2 separate regions of the Cyprinus carpio genome follow, and region 2 is linked to region 1. A link is a contact called in public Hi-C data. All regions are on one chromosome and are shown on one strand. Each heading gives the region's core, a stretch centred on a gene start, on an enhancer-like site or on the middle of the called end of the contact. The rest is flanking DNA. Distances are from core to core; before and after follow the strand shown. Region 1 holds the start of LOC109095338 (very-long-chain (3R)-3-hydroxyacyl-CoA dehydratase-like). Region 2 overlaps LOC109078398 (E3 ubiquitin-protein ligase arih1-like).

Region 1 (5,045 bases), core at 1,704-4,203:
GTAAACTGAATTCTGGATCTTGCTACATGTTTCACACTGTTCATAATTCAACCTGGGTTAACAATTCATCTTGGGTATTTGTATGCCGACATTTCACACTGTACATTCCTAGTCCCTGGGTTAATATTCTTATTTGCATATTTGTGGTGTCAGTTTCATTGATTGGACGAATGCAGCACACAACTTATTTACATAAAGGCTATAGTGTTTTGCATCCTTTGGACATTTTTTTCCCCTCTAAAATGCTGAAATGCCTGTTTAACTCGCAGTTTTCTGTAATAGTATGCAAAGCACACGAATATAAGGCAAGCAACTGGGGTGTCTGTTGTTATGCATCTCGTCATAACGTTCTAACCCCGCACTGCTTCACACTCTACAAGTCTGGCAATGCAATGAGGGGTTAACCATTTTTCTGAGTGGGGTTTCTTAACCCCTGGGTAAAAAGAGGTGCTAACCTCGCTTTTAAAATTCCCAGTCAGAATTTTTTTTGTTTTAACCCAGGTTTATAAATGAGATTTAGAAGCTCTGAACTGAATTCTCCAGATGCTCTCTCTGTCTCTCTCTGTCTGTCTCTACTATATATATATATATATATATATATATCTCTATATATATATATATATATGAAAATTTGCATAACAGAACCGCAGGCCTTCTAAAAAAAAATTCAAATGAGATGTTTACACTCACAATGACAACAGCTAAAAAGCAGAAGTGTGTCTTTAAGCTGCTTACAAAATAAAGCTGAAAAACTAGACTAACCTTGCCCAAGTATGAAGAGACGTACAGTCATGTTGACAAATATCCAGGAATAACCGAGGAACTGGACCAAATTGTACATAAAGAGAAAACCTTTTTTCAGGCCAAGAAAAGCTGCAAACACATTAACATAAAAAAGAGTAATGAATACATGGTTATTATTTGGTAAGCTGACCCAATGTGTTTACTTTATACTAGAAAAAATTAAATATATACTCACGGTCCTTACGAACCCTTGACTCAATGCTGACTTTGTTTATTTTCTCTTCCTGTGTAAAGAAAACAGTTTAACACATCAGACAGTGACCTACTTGGAAGCTCCTCAAGTATAACAAATAAATCATGTTTTTGGTTATTAGCAAACCTCTTTACCTTCTCTCTGAGCTCCATTTCTGCATCTGACTCATCCAGCCAACGGTCAAAATCAGGTGCTAAAAACAGAGGCTTCTTCTCTTGCTTAGTGAGCCGATCCCACCAGACGTGCTCCTGCTTCTTTACCGTGATATTCACCTGCCGCTGGGTGGATTTGTGTTTTACCTGTGGACACAAACATTTTCATGTTCCTCCAACATAATCAACCAGAAAAAAGCACCAAACTTAATGTTATTCTGTTTTTGACAAGGCAAATATAAAGCACCAAACTTAATGTTATTATGTTTTTGTTATTGTGTTTTTGGCAAGGCAAACACAGATGTTTTTTTTGCAATTTTTCACTAAAGAGTACATGAAGATGGCTGTTACCTCAGGCTTAACCTTTTTTTGTAATTTCGCTCCATGCCCTTGACCTTGAAAAGAGCAAAATTAACAAAAGTCACACAGCTGAAGAGAAAGAGAGTCCTGCTGGTGGTTGGTTGTGACGTGTACCTTTGAAGTGAAGGATGTTCTCTTCTACACCAATAGTGAGATTCTGTGCGATAGAGACAAAACGAGAAAAAAAGAAATGTGAAGTTTCAAGCTCCTCCTCCCACTGCCTGTTATATCAGTACAATGCCTTTAAATGCACCATGCATCAAACAGATATTATTATATGCTGTTATAAAATAATGAAGCATCAGTAATGAATGGATTGCATAATAAAACAACACATTCACTGAGTCAGGCTTTCTGACCATTGATATTTCATGTTTTAAAAATCGTTTTAAAGTGTTTTCAATATTTAGAAATGAACAATTACATTTATTAATGTACAAATGACCAGCAGACTGATATTATAATTCACTGTGCCTATGAATACTGTTGTGGACAATGGTGCGTCTTAGAGTAAAAAAAAAAAAAAAGGTTGAGAACCACTGGTTTTTGGGGCTTGTGTTGACAGGTTTGGTAATTAAAAAGTGTTGTCAAAACTGATGTCATTATGTTTTGACCCATGTATGCCAAAAGTTTTATTTTTCTTTAGCGGTTCTGACTTATTGGAGAGATACTATGGAAAACAATGTAACAGCTTTCTAAGCTGTTTTATCATTTATTTGCATATAGGGACGTCATAGTAATCCTATTAATATAACACAGCAATACCACCTTTGTTTCAGAGCTCTCAGCGGCAGAAGGATATTCTTTCTCTTCACCTTATTTAGAGGACTGGTCAAACACATTTAACCTGCCCAGAGAAAGCAATGAGGGGAAAGGGTGCAGATGCTCCTCCTATGTCAGAAACTGGATTGTAAATAAAACATGCCCTGCCATTGTAACTGGATCAGATGGTTAATGGGTCCAGCAGGATCAAGTCCTGACCTCCCTTTCAGTAGTCTTCAATTTTATTTTCTGTGATCCAGGCTTGATGCAAGCTCTGTCAACAGACCTACAGAGGCTGTTGTTATTCAACAGAATATTAACCTTACACGATTTAGTTTTATAGTAGAGTAACCTACAGTCTGGAGTTGCACATATATTAAATGCAGTAAATGACAAAAGAAACCATAATTAGAAAATGACTATTATGAAATAATTGCCCCAAAGCAAGTTTTTCTTACCTGTGCATCGGTGATCTCCACTCGCAGATATATCTCCCCATGCCGCTGCGCCCAGTACACGTGAGGTGTGAGAGTCTGCATTACAAATATTCACATTAAATAATGCTAAGATTTAAAAATGAATGACAGGCGACGTATAACTCGTAACATGCAGCCGGAAGACGTTTTCAGGGATTCTGTCATTTGCTCAGAGTATTTCTTCGAAAGCGCATGCGTACACTTCTCGTGAACGCGACACTCGCCGCCCACTTTTTCACGCTCCGGAAGTAACGTTGTCTATTTCATTTTTTTTATAGATAAATCAATCGATTGAATAGTGAGTGGATTTTTTTTTTATTGTTTTATTACACTCGGGCCTGAGACAAAACACAACATTTAAACATTGATTTAAAGAAACGGAAATCGGACTAAAAGACAAAGGACGTAACGTTAACGTCTTTATGAGCCAATGAACTACGCTACCCATGAAGCACTGCGGATGACATAACCGACTGAAAAAACGACGATAATATATAAATTATGCAAAATAAAAAATAAAAATACAATCTGCAATGTGTAATATAAAATTCTTATTATAAGGATGAAGCTGCCCTCAGGATTTTGGGTTGTATAATTTGTCACTGGGAATTACTTTTTTAAACGGAGTTCAAATTATATTTCATTTTGATAAATAAAGGCGTACATCGTCTTATATGTAGGAACTATGGTTTGTTTAAAAATATGGGATTAGTGTACTTGTTGTGATCCATAGACTCCTCAATAGCGGTTTTGAAGCTCATTAGCTGTGTCCCAAAGTTGAGTGTGCACACTTCGAAGGCCAGACCTCCGAAGTGCACGAAGGGTCCTCCGAAGTGCGTGAGATGCTCCGCCTTCACAGGATTTCCTAATTCCGTCACCAGGTGTTTCCGATTAGCGCTCTGTCGCATAGCAACGGTGCGAGAAGTGCGCTGACGAGAGGACAGTCCTGCCAGGATAGGTGGAGCCAGAACTGCTCGTTTTTGTTTTTATGATTTATTCATAATGGAGGAGATGGTGGTGAACCTCAGGCTTAGCCAAGACCGAGGCCAGGTAAACTACACTGGTTTGCTGCGATCTTCGTCGGATTACAACTTTTAAATGCAGGTACCGTCTTGGAGCTTGCTTGAATATGTAATGATACATACGAAAAAACTACAAAATACACACATAGCAGTTCAAATGCTGACTGATATCTTACAAAGGTGCAATTTTATGTAGTTTATTGTCTTGACCATATGTAGACAGGTTTGCAACCCGTATTTTTTTAGGCAGTTAACCATAAAACTGTATTTAAAAAAATAGAGCATAGTACAGCTTAATGTCAAGCAACTTTAAATTTAATAACCTTGAACATATTTAGAAGTAAACTGCAACATACACAGAAGTGCAGCAGTATCATTTACTTTTACTCTCAATACCTTAAGTATATTAGAGTATGCAAGATAATATTTTTACTTAAAGGATAGTTCAGCCAAAAATGAAAATTGGGTAATCATTTACTCACCCTTAAGTTGCTCCAGGTTTGTAATTTATATTTTGGGTTTAAAAGGTTTTAAATATGAGTAGTGGTTTTTTCCCCAATATGGTATTAGTAGTTACTAAAAGTAGTTTACTAAAGTATGTCAATATTTCTTGCACTAATTACATTGTCATAGCTCTAAACAATTTCTCTTTTCCTTCTTTCCCTAAATCAGACCAGACCCCTGTGCAGGATAAAGCTGAATGTGTCAGTGCTGGACAGGTGTTTAGTGGTTTGTTCTGTGCAGGGAGACCCTGACTGTGCTGCTGGATCTACTGGGAAGTGAACGGCAACAGTGATGGTGTGCCACGATCCAGACTCTGATGTTTCTCTTCTGTCTGCCAGCGGTACATCATACAGATGGTCTCCAGAGTGTTTGACATGTGCCTCGTTCCACTGTCACCGCACTGTCCCTCAGAGTCTCTGAGGAGGTGCTGGCCATTCACCAAGAGATTCACCTCCTGAAGACCCCAGAACACATGGAGGCTGGGCCGGGCTCAAACTGATGTTGTTTTCTGATGTTAAACCTAAGCTATGTTGTAATTGGTTGTAAAAAGTACTTTCTATTATGTATAGAACAATTGATTTTAATGTGTAAAAAAGTATTTACAGGAAAACAAATAAACATATAAAAGAATGTTTTGTGAAAAAAAAAAAAAAAAGCTACATTAAAAAAAATTAACAATGTACATAAGCACTTTTATTTTATTTACACGTGTGAATATGCAAAACAAAAATACAAATGTACAGAAAGTACTCAGGGCTTATTTACGAATAAA
Region 2 (5,136 bases), core at 412-2,911, 34 kb after region 1:
GTAGCTGCTTTTTGTTACCGTGAATGTTAAATTTGGATGCTCATGAACTACCAGACATGATCAAATAGGCGTGACTGAGAAGCAGTGGCCGGAAGGGGACAGTTAAACACACACTAAGTGGCATACAGGGGCAGTATAACCATTCCATATTTTGTAGATCACACCATGTGTCCCATTGTAATAGAAACTACAGGGACCTACAAGTAAACAGCCAAACTTCCCAGATTTTCCCATTTCTTGTTCTGAAATATGCTTGCATGAAATGTATGTATGTTTATACCTGGAAGACCATCTCAGCACTCATCCACGGCATATTACAAAGACTTATATAAAAAAAAATTGCAATCATTCCCAGCACACAAAGCAAAAGGATTAACAGGCAACAACGCAAGACAATGCTATTACTTTGAATGAAAAATGCATTGTAGGACATTTATTTTCACGGAGCACATTTGAAGTACAAAAGAAGAAAAGGAAGAAAGAAAGAAAAACTAATATATCAGTCGCACGTCCAGCAGAAAGTGGGGGGGGGGGGGGAATCACCAGTTTGAGATTGACACTTTGGTGTTGTCTGAATATGCCAACTTGATCTGCAATGACACTGTCCCACCTGTGTCTATCCCAGAACCCCACCTCTGTTCCCCTGAAGACAGGGTGTCAGTGCTTCACTGATGGTCATGGTGCGTCCACAAACAATTTGTACAATTTTGCATGAACAAAGTGTACACCAATGCAACATCACAGTACGAAGGTTACATCACATATTCCCTGCAAACTATATCATGACTCAAACGGCCCTTTGGAAACCATTGCGGGTGCAAACGTGATTATTTGACACGAAAAGAATTAAAGCAGTGTGGAACCTCACAGCAGAGATAACATTGGCTTCCAACTAGTTTTGCGGTGTGCAAAAGAATCGATCATGTGGAAAAGGCCTAACCCTGTTTGTCAATGGCTCAGTCAGAACACTTGACTACAGAAGTCAAGAAAGCAGCTCAGCAGGCCCATCATGTTGGCCAGGCAGAGAAAGAACCTCGAGCCGGGGTCGGGATCGAAGAATGAACTTCAGAGAGACAAAAAGAAAAAATATAAAAGGTTATATGAGTGAATGTCACTCAGTTTGGCTCTCAGAAATTATTCATATAACTCTTAAAATCATATTACCATACTAAATCTATCTAGGAGGAGTGGGGGGGAATAACAGCAAAGGAGGCAGAGCAGAGGAAACCACTGTTCTGTTTTAAAAGTTTGAACTGTTGGAAAAAGCAGCAAATTTTCCTCCAACTGTAAAGCCAGAAGCTCTCACAAGACTCCTAGTAGGCAGAAAAGCGCCACCTTGGCACGATCTGCTCAATTTGGCAGAATGTAGCCCTGCTCAGTCCCAGTGGAGCAAAGGGGAGGAGGGGAGGGAGAGACACGGACTCCCGATTTACGTCAAGTCCAAACCTCTTTAGAGGGGCGATCCAAGATAGGGAAAGACACTCAATCTACACAGCAAATATACATTTTTTTTTTTTTATATCTGTAAAGATAAATATCTTTTAAAAATGATGCAAACACATGCCACTCTTACTCTTTATCTTCCATGCATATGCATTATTTACAAATTGAAAAATACCAATTTTGTCTGTTTTTTTGGTGTTTTTTGTGTACAATTCCACTAACGTCTGTAAGCTGAAAAGTCACCTCCTTACAATCAACATTCAGCAACCCAAACACGGATCTCACCAGACATGGTCAGAATGATTAAAGCCATTTTGAAAACAAAGTCCATTTTCCACACACAAAAAGAGTAAATAAAAAGTCAAACAGAACACGTCCACAAACAAAACTGATAAGGAGGGAAAAGATTTCTGAGGGCAAGATCTTACAATGCAAGCAAAAGGAAGATATTTTGCCTTTTTGTTGGATTTCTCAGTCTTGCGCTCCACGCTGCTAACAATACTGTTGAACATGTATCATTTTATTTTTAATGTTCTAACTTTTTCATTTAAATAGAATTTATTCTTATGCTTTTCTTGAAACAAAAATCTGGAAAAATTATGCAATGCAGGGCGGTTTGCCAGGGAGGAGGCAGCGAGGAGGTCTGTGCTGCTCATTTGTCATTGCATCAGCGCTCTAGTGGGTGGAGTTTGTCTCCAAGAGTCTGTGGTGTGGAGATGTAGCCTCAATCCTCGATGTACTCCCACAGGTCTTTGTCATAGCCTTCATGTACATGTTGCAGCAGCACTCTCCGTCTGCTCTCACAGTATCTGCACACAAGAGGACTGTTATAAACAAAGAGACGCATGCACAATTTTCCTGTAAAGTATGGACATGTGGTCATGCTTGAATGCATGGAAATGCACACTTTGAATGAAATAAAAGTTGTTTTATGTCAAGAGTTTTTCAAACTTGCCAGGAAGGGTGCTAGAAGGTCTGTGGAAAATGTAAGAGATTGTTTTATTTTTTTTCAAAGTTAATTTTTCAGGGCTGTCCAAGTTAACTTAAGTAAAGCATTTAATAATAAGCTTTATTTTAAAATCTTTAGTTGAGACTTTTTTTTCCCCCATACAATGAAAGTCAAAGGGAATAGAAACTGTTTGGTTACTAACATTCTTCAAAATATCTCTTTTAAAGAAAGTCCTACAGGTTTGGAATGACGTTGAGGTTGAGTAAATGATGACCATTTTTATTTTTGGGTGAATTATCCCTTTAAAGTAAATTTGTACACTTGCCTGTATTTATCTTGTACTTTCTGCTTAATGTCCTGCAGAGAATCTTGGGAGATGTCTCGTTCCAGGTATCCCGATAGAACCTCTGTAGCATTCTCCAGATCTGCCTGGTTATTCTGAGTGCAAACACAAACCACAAAACATTTAAAATGACATTATTCGTGTTTTTACAACAACCTATTCAAAACTGAGCATCCCTGGTTTACCTCGAAGATGATAGACTGGTTGTTCTTCTTGAGGTAGAATGCAAAGACGTAGGTGAACATGAGTGTGGAGCGGCACTGGCACAGCACGTCCACAGCCTTCTTCAGGAACTGCACCTCGATCCACGACATGTTGTGCTGCTGCATCTCCTCCATCTTCTGTTTGACCTGGGCGTACAGCTTGTGCTCGAAGCGCAGGCTCTGCATGTGGTTCATGTAGCGGTTGCAGTAGAACAGGTACCTCTGCAGGGCTGCTCTGGAGCGCTGAACAACACGTACAAACATATGAAAGGTTTAAAAATAAGACTACATTTCGCATGTTCAACACGAATGGACTGACATTATTTACCTCTTGAGCATCCCGGGCTGCCTTGGCATCATCCTCGTTATAACGATTACAGTTGTACCTTCAGTAAAAACACATTCAAGAAATAGTTCAATTAGTCAATAATGTTTTAGACATCAATAAACAAATGTAAAAAAAAAAAAATCAAAAACTGTTTACAAACACATCATGAGACATTAAACTCAGCTTCAGCTGAATGAATCATTCTAGGTTTTCCAAAGTGATGTTTGCAAGTGATCTATAAACGGATGACTCTATGGAACAAGGAGGAGGAGAAAGCTAGCCTCTGAGCTCTCGAGTTTAAGTGGGACCTGTTGATCAAAGATGTGCATATGAAAACCGTGCCTTGGGAAAAGGTAGAAGAGGAGCATTTTGTTTTACCAGAGAGAGAATTCAGGGAATTGACAGTCACATTTAAAGGGATACTCCTTCCCACCACCACTCCACCTCCCAATCTCAATTCGAACATCTAAAGACACATCTTTTTCGCCAGCACTTGACCAACTAATACTAGCACTTACCTTTTCTTTTCTATTCTATTCTTGAACAAAAAAAAAGTCTAGTCTGTGCTAGACTTACTCAGACTTGTCATGGCACTTGTATACTGTTGTTGTTCTCTCGCTGGTCTGCTAAATGATTAAATGTAAATGTAAATGTGAAATGAAAATTTTGTCATTAATCACTTACCCCCATGTCGTTCCAAACCCGTAAAAGCTCCGTTTGTCTTCAGAACACAATTTAAGATATTTTGGATGAAAACCGGGAGGCTTGAGACTGTCCATAGACTGCCAAGTAAATAACAGTGTCAAGGTCCATGAAAGGTATGAAAGTCATCATCAGAATACTCCATCTGCCATCAGACGTGCAATCTGGGTTATATGAAGCGACGGGAACTCTTTTTGTAAGCAAAGAAAACAAAAATAACGACTTTATTCAACAATTCCTTTGTCAACGGTCTCCTCAAGCAACGCCACAAGGATGCATTGTTTCTACGTGTATTTAGCTTTGATTTGAAAGAAAACAGCGCATCCTTGTGACGCAGATGACACAAAAGAGCATACACAGCATACGGTGATAGGAAGAGACAGAGGAGACAGTTGACAGGAATTGTTGAATAAAGTCACTATTTTTGTTTTCTACGCTTACAAAAAGTGTTCCCGTCGCTTCATATAACCCAGATTGCACGTCTGATGGCAGATGGAGTATTCTGATGACGACTTTCATACTTTTTATGGACCTTGACACTGTTATTTACTTGGCAGTCTATGGGACAGTCACAGGCCTCTAGGTTTTCATCCAAAATATCTTAAATTGTGTTCCAAAGACGAACAGTGCTTTTACGGGTTTGGAACGACATGGGGGTAAGTGATTAATGACAAAATTTTCATTTTGGGGTGGAGTATCCCTTTAACTGGTGGATAGTTCTATTTAGGTGTTTGATTCATAAAGCTTACACAAATACTTCAACCACAGAAATAAAAAGAAATTTATAGGAACCCAAATTCCTAAAAATGTATTTGTGCTTCTGTGTTATAAGTATTTGTGTAGCATTTCTAAACCTAACCCCCCTCTCATCTGTTCATCTTATGAACAACTGTCAATAAACATTAATTCAAAAGCCTCAAGAATCAAATTCAAAAGTAAACAACCTACAACAATCTTGCAAGTGGTGAACTTAGTAACTAACTAATTCTCTTATTGGTGTTAGGGTCTTTAAAAAAAAAGAGAGAGGGTTAAACATTTAAAAAAAAAAACATAGAAGGTTACAGTGGATTGCCAATTGGGAGCAAATTTTAGTAGTTATGTGATAATGAAAAATGTATATTAATTACAACCCACAGGTGTAATTAAACTTTAATTTTTGTTGATTTAT

What was found. A called contact is a pair of places that touch in the nucleus more often than the background predicts.
Region 2: a Hi-C map of liver shows a contact between it and region 1, with 2.5 times the contacts expected there. The contact joins the enhancer-like site here to the promoter of LOC109095338 in region 1. A contact is called at or near these places in 2 of 8 Hi-C or Micro-C datasets (liver and skeletal muscle).

Annotation. Positions count from the first base shown.
Region 1 is chrA18:20,063,127-20,068,171 of ASM1834038v1, forward strand. It overlaps LOC109095338 (very-long-chain (3R)-3-hydroxyacyl-CoA dehydratase-like), which reads right to left and starts at 2,954. Exons shown (of 11, transcript XM_042775330.1): 1 at 2,730-2,954; 2 at 1,624-1,666; 3 at 1,501-1,544; 4 at 1,132-1,296; 5 at 980-1,028; 6 at 763-873. The coding sequence starts at 2,810.
Region 2 is chrA18:20,098,145-20,103,280 of ASM1834038v1, forward strand. LOC109078398 (E3 ubiquitin-protein ligase arih1-like) reads right to left here. Exons shown (of 14, transcript XM_019093679.2): 11 at 3,267-3,324; 12 at 2,921-3,181; 13 at 2,718-2,830; 14 at 1-2,252. The coding sequence ends at 2,168. Among protein-coding and RNA genes, the nearest start is that of LOC109078398, 12 kb to the right of the region's middle. Within about 2 kb of position 1,662, at least 1 of the 8 cell types and tissues checked has an H3K27ac peak or open chromatin away from gene starts, as enhancers often do. A contact at or near this core is called in liver, where this site is marked.